2 separate regions of the Bicyclus anynana genome follow, and region 1 is linked to region 2. A link is a contact called in public Hi-C data. All regions are on one chromosome and are shown on one strand. Each heading gives the region's core, a stretch centred on a gene start, on an enhancer-like site or on the middle of the called end of the contact. The rest is flanking DNA. Distances are from core to core; before and after follow the strand shown. Region 1 holds the start of LOC112045072. Region 2 overlaps LOC112045072.

The links. Hi-C and Micro-C count contacts between places; a contact is called where the count stands out from the background.
Region 1: a contact with region 2 is called in a Hi-C map of whole larva, with 4 times the contacts expected there. The contact joins the promoter of LOC112045072 here to the enhancer-like site in region 2. A contact is called at or near these places in 2 of 2 Hi-C or Micro-C datasets (whole body and whole larva).

The regions. Positions count from the first base shown.
Region 1 is chr7:260,299-266,300 of ilBicAnyn1.1, forward strand. LOC112045072 reads right to left here and starts at 1,296. Exons shown (of 4, transcript XM_024081138.2): 1 at 222-1,296. The coding sequence starts at 1,029. LOC112045074 (guanine nucleotide-binding protein-like 3 homolog) reads left to right here and starts at 3,856. Exons shown (of 9, transcript XM_024081141.2): 1 at 3,856-4,061; 2 at 4,523-4,812; 3 at 5,174-5,360; 4 at 5,870-6,002. The coding sequence starts at 4,043.
Region 2 is chr7:211,370-217,242 of ilBicAnyn1.1, forward strand. LOC112045072 reads right to left here. Exons shown (of 4, transcript XM_024081138.2): 3 at 2,364-2,564; 4 at 271-1,615. The coding sequence ends at 1,424. Among protein-coding and RNA genes, the nearest start is that of LOC128198245, 7.2 kb to the left of the region's middle. Within about 2 kb of position 2,487, at least 8 of the 8 cell types and tissues checked have open chromatin away from gene starts, as enhancers often do.

The DNA of each region.
Region 1 (6,002 bases), core at 46-2,545, 48 kb after region 2:
CAACCATTTCAAAATTTGGAAATCCAGCCAAAAACAATTTACACGGCGCCATTCAGATAATAAAACTTGTCATTATTAACGATGTTATCGCTTTAAATACAATTAATAATGGGCTGTAATCTATATTTATCTTTTCAAATCAAGGCTTTCAACGATAACTTGTGACAATAGAATTCTCGGTCGGCAGTCTGCTGACGGCTGACGGCTCACTAATTACTTACCATTGAACGTGTCGTACGCCGTGGGTTGATACTCTTCCCGGAATGTGTCCTGCGCGTACGCAGCTATCAGAGAACTTTTGCCCACTGCTCCGTCACCCACTAACACACACTTTATCTTCTCCTTCTTCCCACCTTTCACTTTTCGTCTATCCTTGATTTGGAACATTCGATTCAGTGTCCTCCGGCTCTTCTTGTCCCGCACTGCCCACTCGTTCACTTTATCACAGCAATTCAAGTCAGCGGACTCGTCGTCCCGTACGACGGGGCGGCCGTTCTCCTCGGCCACCTCCGAGTAGTCGTAGTCGTCGTCCTCCCGGCGCGGGATGGGGAACTGGCTGGGGCTGTGCACGCCGAACACGAAGGGGCCGTCTCTCTCCGGCAGACGGTTAGCGAACCCGTTCACCGGCGTCGGGGGCTTTGCATATTGAACCGTAGGAGCTTGATACTGACCCGAAAGATATTCCGCGGACGCGTGAGGATCGAATCTGAACACTAACTCCGCCTCCCTACGGTCCAAATTCAACTCTGGAGGCGTTATTTTGTCTTGGAAGTAGCCGATCTTTTCTCGGGCTCTCGTCTCCTGAAGTCGTTTTTCGATTTCGACGTTCGACGGTTTCCAGCACTCCGGCTGGTAGCGTCGGTCGGGCGGCAGGTGTCGGGGCGCCGGCGAGGGCCTCTGCGGGCCGTAGTCCCGGGGCGGCGCCCTCGGCGGGACCACCGCAGGCTTCTGCGGCTCGGCGAGCAGCGGCCGTCGCGCCGACAGGTTCGGGCTCCTGTTGAACATGATCCCCTCCAGGCTGGGAGACATTGGCACTGTCACGATCGGACGGACGGAGGGTTATCGAAGCGTGCGTTCGCGCACATAACTCGGAACGCGATACGATCGCTCGCGTGAAAGTCGACGAGCGGCGAACGCGAACGGACACACGGTCCCTGTGAAAGGCAGAACGCGACTGGCGGCGGTCGCGGCTGGCGCGCGGTCGTTGCGAGCGCAGCCGAGTCAGTCAGCCGCTCGGGCGCGGAGCTCCCCCCGATGGAATGACCTGTTGCTTCTATTACCTGTTCAGGTATACGACCGTTTCGCGCTCCGAATGCAGCTGTTCCTTGAACAAAGCGAGGATGTCAAGCGGCATGCTCGGTGACGCTACGCAACGCTGCTCATTCAACGAAATGTTGTACACAATGAATGAACGAGACGTGTTTTGTTTACCTATGGTCGAGCTAGCTGATGGCCGTGACTATAAATTTAAGTTGAAATGACCTGTATCAGAGATTTATTTACGACTAGCGGACGTCCGCGACTTTGTCCACGAAATTAAGTTTTTAACAAATCCCGCGAGAACCATGGATGTTTTCGGGATAAAAATAGCCTATATTATGTTGCTCCATAACCTCCTCTATCTACTAGTGAGACTTCCGTTAAAATCGGCTCAGTCGTTATGTAGTTTTGTTTGGCTTAACTGACAGACAGGACGACAAACATTTTAAAGAAGCTTAACTGTGTTATAATAATGTGTAAATAACTTTAAGCACTTAGGATAACATAGTTATTTTGAAATCACAGACAGACACTTCAATTTTATTTATTTGTGCAGGTAGTTACCTATGCATTGCTAGATTAACCTCAGTGGGTGAATCGATTAAAACAACTTATCAAAAGTCGGATTAAGACGAAAGTTTACAGTGACTTACGTAACTGTTTGTGTAATAAAATTAAATAATAATAATGTACCGTTGCGTGAAGATTAGCGGAACTTGAATGTGATAGATGTACCTATCTAATAATAATATCAACAGTCCGTATGTCAGTAACTCCGTAACTCGCCAGCTCCTGCGGCGGGGCTGCCATTAGAGAACTAAAGTTTTGCTGCTTTAAAGTAACGTGAATAAATTGTAAATATTTTATTGATTCGTGTATGTAAGTAGGTATATATACTTATATAAATTTATGTTGAAATTTAAAATTATGATGCCCCGACAGAATTCTCTCGTGCGATGTAAAATCGCTACTCTCTACATACCTACAATTGCATCAAAATATGACTAGTAGTATTGGAGATAAATGGCAACATCAGTTTACACACGCCTACATCAAAGAGTAAATTAATTATTTAAAACACGTATATACAAATCAAATGCTTGAGGTACCCATCACGGAAAACTACATCAAAAACGGACTAGTAGATAGTTTTGGAGACAAATGGCGACATTGAAATACATAAACATTCTCCACTCTAAACACTTATTAAGAGTAGGATCTGCGTAGTCGTGAGTAAAAAGCTTTCATGTTTAACTTATGTAGGCATCTACAAGTTTGCGACGAGAACATCGATCTCCAAATTTTGACAAACCCACTGGAATAAAATAAATATTTACTTACAGACATATTATATACCGACATTAGGTAGGTACAGGGTATGAAACGACTTCCACATATAGGTGGACGTTTTAAATGTTTTTTAATGAAACAAGGTTCAACAACAGTGTTCACTTAATTTATTAGTCAATAATAAAAAAAAATATTAAACAACTTATCCTTATTCATGTACAAAATTAACAAGTAAATTAAATTTAGTATTTGAGATTTGAAGTGGTCTGTGATTTGAATCATCAATCAAAGATTACAGTGTATTATTGGAAATAGATAGGCTACTCAAACTTTTTTCGGAACTCCTGTGATAGCGCCATCTAGTGACTAGCTACGGTATTTTTAGTATAGTATCCATTATATTATAAAAATAATAATGCAAAGTTTTTTTTGTAAAGGAGAGAGATTTTGGATTTTGTAATAGTTGAAGAAACCAATAGAGAAAAACAAAAAAAAAGACGAAAAGTTTTCCATTGATACCCCCCGGGCTCGAACTCAGGATTATTAGATCGAACCTTTGATATACATCACTAGGCCAAATGACTATGTAGAATATCGTTGAAATTAATGTACACTTACTGTATTTCTTAAATAATCCCTTTGCTTTAGAAATACAAACACATTCTTCCTATTACGCGTCATAATTAAAAGGAAAAATAATTCTTTTTTTTCCGTGCTTACACGGTTTTAATCTCTAAAAACATTTTATTACATACACACCTTGGGTCATTGAATTTACTATCCTGGAATCTTAAATCTAGAATGTAGATGGCGCTGCTTCATAAAGATTTCACGTTCTTCTAAGTTCCCATGGCATGATTTGAATCTTGAGCTTGACTGCTTGAACCAAGGAACATATTGCCTTGAACTTGAGCCATAGACAATAAGAATCATAATTACAGATTAAGTTAATATTCTTATTCTCTATGATACTATTCTTTTTCTTAGCCACAGGTGTATTATAATAAATGACCAAAGCTTATAGAGGTTTAACATTTATTTAAATTCTAAGGAATTGTAATTTCACATAATTATGGTTGTCTTGGTAATTTCAGAGATCATAATAATTTATCAGGTTGTCTTTATTAGGTTGTCTTGGTAATTTCAGAGATCTAAGAGCTATTCACAGTCACAGTCACTCTGTGGTCTATTATGCTCCGTCTACTGATTACGCCGTCTAAGGGTCTGTCAGCTGTCATCAACATAGACTATTAGACATCTGTCAAGTATCAACTGTCAATGTTAAATTGAATGTGCCGACTGCCGTCAACAGTCAACATGTGATTGTGAAAAAAAGAAAAGTTCATGTGGATATTTTTTGTTTAATTTGGTCATAAAATAGTATTAATGCTAGCAGTGTACGTTTCGTTGTAGCTAATAAAGCGAAAGATCCCGTCGTACAATAGTTTCTGTTTTAATTTATTAGAAGCGGATTATTAAAACATAAATCGCTATGGCTAAATTTAAATTGAGTAAGTCAACAAATCTTGTAAATAAAACTTAACTTTTTCGATTATAATCAGTATTAAATTAAGGAATAATCATTTTTATGTAATATTTAAAACTGTTTGGGTCTTAAACAATAGTAAAATAGTGATCAGCATTTGTATTTAGTAAGAGTAGAGGTTAAGCATGTGCATAATAATTTAACAAAACCATTTATTGACAAGTATTTATTTAACATTTAGCTGCTTAGTAATCATTGCTGTTACGGTATTATCTCTTATTTTGCTCTAGTTTAAGAGATGTTTTTACTGAGATGTCTTGGCTTTTATTCTCCTTGGCTACAATGTGTAGTTCCTGTTTTATGTTATGAAATTATTTTCTACTTGATCAGAAGCTATTTTATCCATCTACTAGTTTTATGAGTAAAAATTTTATGGTGTGAATGTTCAAGTGATTATCAACATTTTAATATACTTGATTATTTCAGAAAAGCCATCAAAAAGGCAACCAGCGCGTCTCAGATATAAAATAGAGAAAAAAGTGAGAGACCACAATAGAAAATTGAGAAAAGAAGCAAAGAAGAATCCCAAATCAAAGAAACCCAAGCCTGTTGTGATTCCTAATGTGTGTCCATTTAAAGAGGATATATTAAAAGAGGTAGAGGCTGTCAAGAAGCATAAAGAAGAAGAGAAACAAAAACGAAAGGAACAAGCAAAGTTGGAAAAGCAGAAAAGACTAGAGGATAAAAAGAAAAACCCAATTGGCATAGATACTTTGGTGAGATATGGACGGTTTGTGTTTTTAACTAAAACTTGATAACTGTGTATATTATATTGTTTTATATTTTTATATTTAGTATATACTAGCTGACCTGGTCTTATGTGCACTTCTTCCCTATCCCTACCCTACCTCCATGAACATTTCAAGACCAAGATAAGATAAAACTGTTCAATGTCCGTGGAAGTTCAGTTCTGTGGCCTTGACATCCTCTTCATTTCACCCTCTGTCCTAGTGAGGGTTACAAACCAGTTTCACATGGGCCTATGCATTGTCAGTCTATTGATAATGGCTACAGGGTGAGTCCTACCTTCTTAAAGGAGGAGATTAACTTAAAATTTAAATAAAATTTGTTTTACAGGTAGCTAATGCTGAAGCCAGGGGTAAAGTACATGATGCTTTTAAAAGTCCAGAAACAGAGAATGACAATGAGTATGGTAAAGATAGAAGTCAGGAGAATTCTCTCAAGACTTATTATAGAGAATTCAAGAAAGTTATATCAGAGGCAGAGGTTGTTTTGGAGGTGGTTGATGCTAGAGATCCTTTAGGTAAGCATGTTTCAATATACTTTGTTTGGTGGACCTGCTGGCCTATTCATTATTTTGCTCTTTATTATCAACCTACTAAAATAAACATTAAATCCTGTATGATATTCACCAGTAGGCACCGCATGACATTTGTTACATAGAATTTCAATTTCGTATATGACAACTAGCATACACCAAAGATAGTGAATTAGCTTACTGGTCATTTTTCTTCTTCCTTCTGGGCTGTTTCTGCACTTGGCCATGCAATTGTCTCACTGCATCCAGCTTATCAGACCACCCAGTTTGCCGATAGTCTCATGGAGTATCGCTGAGGAACCAATGTATTTTTATTATCATTATGTTAATGATAATGACCAAAGACAGTGGTCAATAAATAATTTAACTTTATCACACTAAGCCTGTGAACTCAAATTGGAGCAGTGTGGTGAGTTTAAGCTCTGCTGTAAAGAGGGAGGCCTGGCCCTGTTGTGGGTCGTTATAATAGGCTGATGATCGTATGTTCCAATCAGGTACAAGATGCGTGCAAGTGGAAGAAGCAGTGCGTGAGGCGGGCAAGAAGCTGGTGCTGGTCCTGAACAAGGCGGACCTCGTCCCGCGCGACAACCTCACGGCGTGGCTTAAGTACCTGCGCGGCCAAGCCCC
Region 2 (5,873 bases), core at 1,237-3,736:
GCGTGCACGTATTTGGAAAAGACATACAATTGAGCGTTCTTTAATATGGAGGGGCCCATCTAACGATTTATATCGATGGTGGTAATAATAAGTACTTATGTGTATGTTTTTAATGATTCGAATGAAACGTTCAGTAGCCCTTTTAGCTAATTGCTCGAATATGCATTACCAAAAGGAACAATAATTAGTTTTTGTGTTTAAGGTAACTAGTATAACCAAGTTATAAGGAATACAAATATTAGGTACCTATAAAATAAAAACGAAAATATGTAAATTGTAATAAAATATAATTATCAGTTCGTGTTGAGTATAAAACAACATTAACATACATTCCTGCTTATTATTTACATCTTATGAGTATAACAATTAAAATAATCTGTTTTATTATTTTTTCATGATATCGTCATTATAATTACATAAATTTACTGTACAAATGTCAAAATTTATCGATAAATTCATTAAAATATTTAACTACAAACTTCAAACACACTGTTACACAACACAACAAATTGTAGCTATGCAACACATCTATAAAAAGCAGCCTCAAAGACATTTAATTAAATAAAAATGAAACAATTTGACACAAATTTAATAAAAGGCACAAACAATATTTATTTTTTGATCACATGTTTTTTATTATTTTGTCATAATTTTATAAGGAATAACTTGGAAATTTTTGGGTTCCTGTCAGATTTAAACAATCATCAATCATCCAGAACATTGCAGATAAAAAAATGTTCAACTTTATTATTATACTATATTTTTAAGGCACATGCATACTTATATGAAATAACACTTTTTTCCTATTCTTCAACGTTTTTATACTAGACTTTGGAGTTTATAAGTATTTTTTAATTATTATTACCCGAATTTATTAAGTGTGGGTAACATTTCATAATTATTTTTATTAGATAATGCACAGTTTTATTGAAGTGTATTAATTGGAAATGCATTGATTGATGAAATGCAATTAAATAATTAATTGATAATAATGATTGTAATATGGGTCACAGTCTCACAATTGTATAACAATTTTCGACGTTATTTGTCTTTTGAATGGACCTATTATCTAGTTATAAGTTTATAACATATTATTTAGGAATGTTCATATCAACAAAAGTAGATCATGTCATGCTATACCTGTATTGAGGTTTTTAAAAATGTTTTACATTTCCATTTCAGTTGATTAATACCCACAATGATGTTTAATTTCTAATTGATTTTGGGATAACACTATGGGTTTAACAGACGTATTAATGGATCTTCAGTTTCATAAGTTACTAAATTGCTAATGGTTTCAGTCTGCAATTATCAATTTAACCGCTGGTGAGTAAACCATTTTTAGCAACAACATTCAATCCATAAAAAAATACATTTTACACGAATCTGTCGTTGGAACAATTATTTTAAATATATTTTAATGCTAATTTATACACAACAATTTCTTCCAAAAGGGTCGTTTGCTCGATACAACTGGCAACCCCGCTAAGATGGCGGCGTCGAAAGCGTCCTTCAGTTGCTTCCTCGTTTTCGCGGAGGTTTCCACATAGACGGCGTTTATTTTTGTTGCCAACGCCCGCGCCTCCGCTTCTGTGACCGCGTGCTCGCCACGCGACTGAAAAAAAATAATACAATCTTAAAAATGAACGCATCACTATCCTCTATTTTATAATCTATTAGCAGATGCCCGCGACTTTGTCCGCGTGGAAATCAATGTAAACCCCTATTTCACCAATGGAGGGGTTGAATTTTAATAATTCTTGAATCACGTTATATTTTTTTCTACGATTTATGAACAAATTTTTAAAACTGTAGGTAACTCTAAAAATGAAGGGTTTTCCTTACAAACAATCGCTATTTCACCCTATTTCACCCTCATTTGTTTTTATTTTATGGTCTAAGAAGGAGATGTTCTGTAAATAACCACGATACCTACTTGGAATAGAATATTTATTGTTACTTATTCTCGTCATATAGAGGCGTACGAATGTTTGCCAGCCAAGTTCTGTTTGTTATTTGATTTTTTGGTAATATAAAAAACTTAACATTTATTTAAACATTTATGTTTATAATTACTAACTAGCGGACGTCCGTGATGACATCATTGGGGAGAAAATCGATGTACTTTTAACCTTTTATATCCTTCCCAATCCTAACACTAACTACTCGTTTAGTTGGAGAGAAAATGGAAAGCCAAGCAGCATTGCTGTGTTTCGGTCTGAAGGATACTGTGCCTGTGTTACTGGTACATGAGGCTTATCTATTCTTTAGGTTAATGGACACAGGGCGATGCTGTGGGATATGTTCCTTGCATGCTCCGCTACAGGCGATTGTTTTCGACGCACCATCAAGTGGCTACTTACTCTTAAAGCTTGTATAACACGAGCGTCGAGCGCCAGGTCGCTCTGCGTGCCCACGAGCACTAAGGGTGCGCGCACACCGGCCACCGCGCGCGTCCACCGCTCGGCCACGGAGCGGAACGTCTCCGGCCGCACCACGGAGAAGCACAGCATGAGCACGTCGGTGCCCGGATAGCACAGCGCGCGGAGCGGAGACATCGAGTCCTGGAATACAACAATGCCAATATTCAATCAATGTTACCAACTCTCCAAAATATTGAGTTGTCCCCCTAAAAAATATAAATTCATAATAATTTAGAAATAATATGCTGTAATATGTTTCAAAAGTCTATATTTAATACAGACAAAATATTACGTTTCTATCTGAAGATTCAGATTTTTTGAAATCATACATGTTGACAATGAATAAATTTAACATTTTTTTTTATTCGATGAAAATTGCCGCCAGTTGCCTCAGAGTGGTTGTAGAATAACGTATTATATTATGTCGTTATAAGTCGCTAGGTCAAGAAAGAAATTAAAATTATCATCAATTTAAAAATATTAAATAGTCAAAAGTCCCTGAAAATACCCCTATCAATTTCAGACCCCTAAAAAATCCTATTTCACTTATTTGCCTCCTAAATCTGGGGGGAAAACCCCTAAGTTGGGAACCCTGTATTCAATACAGAAACAAACTGAAACTTATATTTTAACACTGTATTACGTTATAATGTTACGTTATAGTTTCAACAACGTATTATGTTATAATGTCAGCTTAGCACCATAGTGTAGTGATTTAATAGATCACTTGGGCAAGTTACGATCAAGGTGCAGGAGAACCAGGGCGTTACTTTGACAAATTATAGGGAAGCATAGAATAATTGTAATATATAGTAGAGTTTGGAAGTCCCTACAAAAGGCATATGTCCTGTAGTTGCGTCCATCGACTGAAACGATGATGATGATAATGATGAAGATAGCATCATCATTTAGGCATGGCAATTAGCATCAGGCAATACCTAATATTTTAAAAGGAAGTATGTAAGCGTTGTCTAACGTTTGTCTTTATATATTCCTTCATACGAGTACCTACTACGAGTATTGTTTATACAAATAAAGACATAAATCGGAATAGATGTAAGATCAGTCGTATCAATGATAACTAAAACTATGAGTCGATAAATACAGACAACAATAGTAAAATGAATATACTGAATACATCATCATCTCCTAACCCTTATCTCACTTAAGTGGGGTCGGAAAAATATGTCAATCTTTTCCATTCGTCTCTATCTCTCGTCAACTCATCATCCACTCCTTTTACACACATGTCCTCTTTCACACAATCCAACCATCTCTTCTTTGGCCTTCCCAAGGAGGGTTGACGTCAGGCAGGCGGCCGGTCACAAAAATTACTAGCCAAAACATTTAAAATATGTCAATAAAATGAATATACTGAATACAGAAGCCTAAAAACTTTTTTCAGAAAGATTAAAATTACAAAGAGTAATTGTGCGTACAATGTATGTCGTTAACTAAGAGATTTATCGCACATATAATTCACTTTTATGCGACATCTTGTGCTAACGAATTGGCAATTATTCTCATTTAGATCCGGAGCTGACCTTGTGTGCATGATGTATATCTATAATCGGCAGAGAAGAAGTGAAAGATGTCACAATATTTTATTTATCCCGGAGGCCACGAAACATTTTCACTGAATCTTTGATTAATGATATCCGTTTTCCTCAATTTTGAAAAAATTGTAACCTTTGTTATACTGTGCGGAAGTTAGGTTTCCATGTCACATTGAACATTATTTTTTTCAAAACAGCTGCACTGTGACGTCATCAGCTATAGAGAACGTTTTTTTTAATAAAACACCTCTGAACTTACTTCGACTTGGACTCTAATTGAGTGAGCTTAGAAATTGTGTCCCGATTGTCTCTATATTTAATATGGCTTCAAAGTAGATTGGGATGATGTTGGTAAGTTAAACGTTAACTACACAGTCCTACTCGTATCTGTAGCTCCACTCGACATTAACCAAAATGTAATTGAAATGTTTGTCAGTTCATTTAGATCGGAAGTGCTAATTCAAAAGGCTGGCTCCGGGCTGAGGGTGAAAGTTCATACAAAATCAACAAAAGAGCCTCAGTTGTTGCCTGTGTGTGTGTGTGTGTGCCACATAAATCGGAAATCGTTGCACAATATCGGTAACACGTTCACATTCAGACATATAATCAAACTTTACGACACTATTATGATTCTTATGGAGTGTAATGACAGATTTGAATATTAAAATGTAACTACATAATGTTACATAACTATGAATGGAATGTTTAATCGTTTCGTTGTTTCGTTGATTTAATTAAAATAACTCAGTCCTATTGACATTCACAGAGTTTAAATATCATCAATCTTCAGAAACTTTCGCGTTTATGACAACGTTTTATCTCAAGAAATCAAGTAGATATGCGACGTGCTAAACATCAATTATTGGATATAATTGCGAAGCTCGACTTGAAAGTGTCAGCTGTGAATGTTCTCACTGATTTTATCTATAAACTCCATAAAACCAGTGCCGCGTGCCGTCTAATTAATAACTCTCTAATTTACACTAGGAAATTACATGTTTATAATTTTCACACTCAGATTGAGTAACCACAACCAACTTACCTATTAGTATCTTAAGTATTAGGTAGTTCTAATTTACGTTTATAACTGAATTTTTTTCAAAATATACTCAAGTGTCATCTTTAGACATTAAACTTTGTTTCATAGGTAAATCGAGTACCTTTATTGGTAAGAAGATAATGCTTATTTTGTGGTTACTTAAGATATAACAGCTTAATAGTTTAACTAAGTTATGACAAAAGCATGCCAGTTTTTCTGCAAATGGTACAATGTTGATCAAATGATCATTGATCACTATCTATATCAAATGTGCTCTTCCTGGAGTTTGAAAATTACTTTAATCAGTCTCATGTTGCATTCAACATTCTTGGAATTCAACGTTTCGTTTTATCAAGTGGAATTAAACGTACAAATAAAAGAAATAAATATCACATTTCTCAGATAACGCTATCTCCTAAATCTGATTACGGGCAGGAGCAGGTACGTTAAAAGGTCGTTTGAGACAGTTTTAAGTCAAGGGCTAAGTAGATAATGAATTGGTGCCAAACAAAAAGCTGTCGAAAATGATTGTCGATTCTATTGTTTGTTTCCTTGTTTTGTGTTGTGCAAATAAAGAGTAATTATTTTCTCGTAATTGATTAAATAAAATTACAACATTAAAGTAAACAACTGTTTTGTATCTTGATTGATTTTTATACATCGTCGTACATTTATCGACCTTTTCTTTATAAATATAAAATACATTTAGTACATTGACAGCAAAATGCATGTTTGTTATAACGATGGGTACAACAACAGTTAGGTCGTCATTGTATGCAGGTAGAGAAACTGTGGGAAACATGGTGTTTGTCGTCGTATATCAAAAAAGTGCGTGATTCAGAGTTTGATCAAAAA